Linked DNA regions of Mus musculus: region 1 is linked to region 2. The links are chromatin contacts, called in public HiChIP or PLAC-seq maps. All regions are on one chromosome and are shown on one strand. The core of a region is the stretch at or near the end of the contact, and the rest is flanking DNA. Distances in the headings are between cores, read along the strand shown. Region 1 holds the start of Thumpd3 (THUMP domain containing 3). Region 2 holds the start of Srgap3 (SLIT-ROBO Rho GTPase activating protein 3).

Region 1 (2,870 bases), core at 59-2,558, 99 kb after region 2:
ATGGAGTTTGTTCTCTCCTTCCACAGTGTGGGTCCTGGGGATAGAATGCAGATGGCCAGGCTTGATGGCAGACACCTTTTACATGCTGGGCCGTTTGTCAGACCCCTTTTTTATTTTTTACTAAACTACAACGCCGCTTTCTACGATACTGGCTGCTCCTAAACTCTTTGATGCATCCAAGGCAAGGATCCGGTTTTTACCTTTCTCATTGTCCGTGCTGACAAGGACAGTGTGGCTCCATGCCTCAGCTGCTGCTGCCACCACTGAAACTTTAAACAATTTTTATTATTTATTTATTTATTTATTGGTGAGGATGAGGGGAGAGGCAGAGAGAGAGATTGCAATGCAGTGTCATAATGCCCTTGGAGCCAGACTTGGCTGTCAGAGCCCCTGAAGTTACAGGTATTGAGAGCGGCCAGAGGTGGGTGGGTGCTGGGTACCAAATTTGAATTCTCTGGAAAAGCAAGCCTTAATCACTGAGCCATCTCTCCACCATCGCTCCCCCCCCCCCCCCAAAATCCGGCTGTCTCTTTCTGTTGAGTTCTAAGTTTCCTCTTTTAAAATGTTACATTTGGGGCTGGTGAGACGTCTTAGAGGGTAAAGGCTCTTGCTACCCATCCTGATTAGCTGAGCTGGATCACTGGAACCCACGTGGTGGAAGAGAAGCAACTTCTGCCAAGTTGTCCTCTGACCTCAGGTGTGGCACACAAGCTCCCTCCACACACACAGGAAATACATGTAACTAAAATATAGGAAATGTAACCTTTGGCATATATAGAGAAACATGATCTGAAAACCGCAGGCTAGGCTAGGGGCTATACTCTAGTTACAGCACAGCTTGCCGGTCCCTGCAGAATCCAAGCCGGGTATGGTGGCGCACACCTGTAGTCCTAGCATCCCGGAGGCAGAGACAGCGGATATCTGTGATTTCCAGGACAGAACGATCGACAAAACGAGCAGGCCAGTCAGGGCTACATAGTGAGACTCCAATCTCAAAAAGAAATTCCAAGTAAAGAGTGTTGTGCAAGACGGGAATGGGGGAGAAGAATCTCTTTAGCCTCGGTTTCTCTGGCTTTAAGACTGGAATCAAGTCCCAGTCTCACCCCAGTGCTCGACACTGAGGGCAGAGGAAGTAGAACAACCGAGCATCCGCTCGCTAGGAGAGCGCCCTCCGCAGTGGTTCCCTCCGGGCAGGTGACCGGCCTACCGGCCGTTCTTCCTCTTCCGGGTCAGAGTGCACCCAACTGCGCACAGCTCTCCGCGCACACTCCCCCGCCTACCCCGGAGCGTGGGAGCACCGTGCCCTCCGAGGCCTGACTTCCGTTTCCGGGCTGGCACCTCGGCTTCCGGCGGCGTGCTCGCGGTGCGGAGACCGGAAGGGTCTGTGCTTGCTGCCGGTAACTGGCCGCGGCTGGGAGTGGCCGGGTGGGTGGGACGCAGGGGAAGACGGCGGTGGCTTCGTATAGGTCGGTGCTGGGGCTGAGCGTCTGGACTCTCGCTGGGCTTCGCAGAGGGTGGGAGTGAGAGAGCCACTGCCCTTCGGTCCGAACAGCCCTTCTGCTCTCCACACTGTCCGTAGGAGTTGTGTTCACAGTGGCGAACGGTGACACGGTGGAACCGCGTTCACCTCTGTGGCCTGTTCTTGGTTGGCACAGCATTAGGGACAAGGAAGATGTTAGCTTAAGCCACGGCGCTTTTGAAAAGCTGGTGGGAGGTGTGGGCCCTCCATCACGGTAACACCACTCCAGCCCCTTCAACCTCCACAAACACTCCCACAGGACGTCTGTATTACTAGCTTCAGACATTTCCAAGGTGTCCCCAGCATGCGCGTCATTGGATCTCGGCGTCACCACATAGTAGGCTTTCAGATATTTGTAATTGTTTAGATAGTGGAAGTTGAGTTAATCTTTAATAAATTCACTGCCCACTTGTCTACATGGCGGAAAGTAGATACCTCACCCATACATTAAAAGTTTTGATCATTAGTCCAGAATTGTGTTGTTCTCGTTAAAATCTTCTGTCTTTGGGAAAGAGAGATATATTTAGTTTCCAGTTCGAAACTAGGCAGGAGTAACTTGCTTCCTGGACCCGCGAGTGTGGGAAGCAAGAATTTTTAACTCTGAACCACTACAGCCTCACATCCTGAAGTGCTAAGCTGAAAGAGCAACAGAGGAGCTTCTCTATTCATGTTAGCAAATGTAAGATGGTGCTTACCAACACAGATGAGCCTAAGCCAAGCACTGCATGCAGTGGAAACACTCTTGTCTTTTCTCCTGATGAGCCTGCATATTGCTTGTTTAGTCACGTTTCACTGCCTGTAATCCGTGCCCTTATTTATACTACAGTTTTAACTCGATAGGTACATTGAAATACAAAAAGAGATGGCATTGTTTCCCTTTTTCTTCCCTGTATTGCCTCTAGAGACTGTTGGTCCTTTTAGAAACATCTCCATCATGTCTTGTGACACTCAAGAAGCTACCAGAGAGTGCCTGGGTATGAACCTTGATGGCAACAAAGAGCCTGTGTCGCTGGTAGAAAGCGGCGTCAGAAGTGAGTCGGAGCATCTCCAAGTCACTATTGGAGCCACTGTACCCACTGGCTTTGAACAAACGGCTGCGGGGGAAGTGAGAGAGAAACTGAAGTCGGCCTGCAGAATCAGCAAAGACCGCGGAAAGATCTATTTTGATATTGCAGTGGAAAGTCTGGCTCAGGTTTGAACAAAACAGTATTTAAATTAGTCTTGGTTATTTTATGATTATTTTTCTGGTTTATAGACACCCCTCCCCCCCTTGGGAATCCTTTACTCTGTTCTGCTTAAAGTAGCTGCATTTTCTGTTGTGTACTAATTTATGAAATTGACTAGTTTACTA
Region 2 (2,700 bases), core at 17-2,516:
GAGGCAAAAACAACCACCCACAAAAGCCAAAAGAAGGGATGGGGAGAGCAGATCAAAAAATATATACATAAATAGCAAAGGGCTTTCTCGATGGGAGTGAGGGGGAGGAGGCCTTGACTGTCAAAATGGCCTTAGAGTGACATATCACTGCCAAGATGATGGAGTACCGGCGACACTCCTAAAGTCCCTTCCTCACACACCTGCAATGCAGAGATTTCTGCCCTTTCTGTAATTCACGCTCCCAGCCCAGGCACTATCTGCAGTGGGAGCCAGTCTGGACTTGTGCAGCCAGCACCCGGTCCTTCCTCCTTACAATAAGATTATTGCTGCATAGCAACTTCTCAAGAAGGCAGGGAGGCGAAGGAAGAGACAGCAGAGGGAGAGACAAGGGGACGGAGAGAAGGCAAAGTCCCTCGGCCCCACCACTCACCTTTTATTTGGGCTTCATATTCAGCAATGATCTCTTTGTCTTTCTTGAACTTAGTTTGAGATGACATCTTCCGACGTGGCAAAGAGAACTGACAGGCTGTTTGATCTATTTCTCCTTCTCTCTCCAAGTCCTCTCCCAAGCCTGGGTAATCACACAGCAATGGTCGATTTCACAGGTTTCAAGGGCTAATCTCTTTTACTTGGCTACAGAGCCCCGGGGTTGAAATCCTTCTTCTGGGAGGAAAATGCTCTCTGCTGGCAGGGAAATGGCTCTAGTGGCTTGCTCTGGTCAGCTCCTCTTGCAAAAGAAGTCACCCTGGGAGTACCATAACCTGCCCCAGATTTCCAGGATTTTTCTTCCAAAATAATAATAATAGCAGCCAAGAGCACACACAAACACACACACACACGTACACACACACACACAAACACATTCACGAGTGCACACACACGCTCACCCAGACACGCTTCCACGCAATTGTGCTGTGCACACACCCATCCACACCACAAGCGCGCGCATACACACACGCGCGCACACACACACACACACGCATACACACACACACCCTCACTCACACACACACACCCGCTTGCTCACTCATACACACACATCCACAAGAGGCGCGGCGCCTCCTGGGTCGTGTGGCCAGTCTCCGGTTCGCTTTGGAAGGCTCTGCTAAGGAAATGGTCAGGTTGCCAAAGGACCGGTCATCTCTCATCCTCCCTCCGGTCGATCGGCGCCTCGGGTCTGCTGGACGGTGAGGATCAAAACCAGGAGAGGGAGGTGGAAGTTTTCCCGGCTGTAGCGTTTTAGCTCCGCTGGACCCAGGGCTGGACTGCTCACCCTGCAGGGCTGGCTGAGCTCTCCCCCACCGCCCTCGTCACTAGACTCCGCCTCCCGGATTTTATAACAACTGACACATTGTAGCCTACAGGAGAGCTGAACTAGCTGCAAGCAAAAAGGGGAAGAAACGCTCACAAAAGGGAAGGCGGCAGGAGGGGGAAATCAGGTTGGGAAGGCCTGGGAGGCTCCTGCAAACTCGAGCTAGTAGTAGTTAGGCTGGAGATTTTCTAACAAACACAGAAAGATTCTTTTCTTTGCGTCGTGCTCAAACTAGCAACTATATGACGAGTTGTCACTCTGCCTGAGACTCTGGCAGAGTCTGATGCATGCAGGAGAGGCCACTATTTTTGAAAGAATTACTTGATAACAGGGACAGTGCCAGAGGTTTCAGCTTTGCAGAGAGATCTGGCAGACAGGGCTGCCTTCAGGCTCAGAGAAGGTGGGACAGCGCCATTCTGACTCCCTCGTCTTAGTTCCTTTACCAGTAAAATAAGCTCTCTTTGGAGACTCTTTAATGGACAATTTCAACAAATACATACAAAAAGCTTACTAAAGGGCCCACTGGCGTTATAAAGGCAAGAAGCACCATATGACAGTACAACAGAATTTAACTACACGCTGAATGATAGAATGGGTAAAAATGACAAGTGCTAAGAATTGAAAATATTACAGAGCGGGGGGATTCAAATGTAAAGAGCTTTTGGGAGATGGAGTATGAACAGAAACAGTTTGGCTCAGTACCTAGGTACACAGTAAGCTCCCTATAAATAGTAGCAACTATGGTAACCCCAGCATCCTAGGGGCTACATTATATATAAGTGGAAAATGACTTACCAGGGTGCCAGCATTCCAACCCAGACAACAAAACCCACCAGTAGTAAAGACTCAGTAGGAGTCTCCAGCATTTCATTAGAGAGTCCTAATTTCATTGGCATTTCAAATAGTTCAGTGTGGTAGGTCAAACTGGCATCAAGTACCATAGGATGCCTGATAATAAACTGTCATGAGAGTGTCTTGTCCCCCAAGAGTTCACTGAAAGAGACTTCCATAACTTTCTCAAACTAGGTACCACCTTCCACTTGTCCTTCTGGAATGGCCCAACATGTGATTTGGCTTGGGTTTAGAAATGAACAGGTTATCCGTACCAGCCTCTAAGGGCTCCCCAAGAGAGTATGCAGCTAGAACGGGTCTGGAGAGGTAGGTAAAGTGAGACAGGGTCCTCCCGCCTAGTGATCAGTGGGTGAGCACCAAGGGCTCAGTTGGGGAATGCACAGCAGCTGCCTGAGCAGTTCACCTGGTGAATCATAGGCTTATTATAGCTCTGGACACAGAAAGAGGAGGTTACAGAGTTCATAAGCAGATGCCACAGCCCACATCCTCCTGCCTCACCCTTCCCAGGGACATGTAGGCCCTCTGCTATGCAGAAG

Evidence for each region. HiChIP or PLAC-seq counts read pairs in DNA pulled down with a chosen protein or histone mark.
Region 1: a contact with region 2 is called in an H3K27ac HiChIP or PLAC-seq map of trophoblast stem cells, with 24 read pairs. The contact joins the promoter of Thumpd3 here to the promoter of Srgap3 in region 2. A contact is called at or near these places in 2 of 39 promoter capture datasets (the SN4741 cell line and macrophages), 1 of 484 Hi-C or Micro-C datasets (trophoblast stem cells) and 6 of 115 datasets of contacts at active chromatin or transcription factors (effector CD8 T cells, embryonic stem cells, pancreatic cancer cells and 1 more).

The regions. Positions count from the first base shown.
Region 1 is chr6:113,044,994-113,047,863 of GRCm38.p6, forward strand. Thumpd3 (THUMP domain containing 3) reads left to right here and starts at 1,309. Exons shown (of 10, transcript NM_008188.3): 1 at 1,309-1,397; 2 at 2,422-2,711. The coding sequence starts at 2,454. Gm43868 (predicted gene, 43868) reads right to left here and starts at 1,178. Exons shown (of 1, transcript NR_164179.1): 1 at 1-1,178.
Region 2 is chr6:112,946,000-112,948,699 of GRCm38.p6, forward strand. It overlaps Srgap3 (SLIT-ROBO Rho GTPase activating protein 3), which reads right to left and starts at 1,267. Exons shown (of 22, transcript NM_080448.4): 1 at 431-1,267. The coding sequence starts at 497.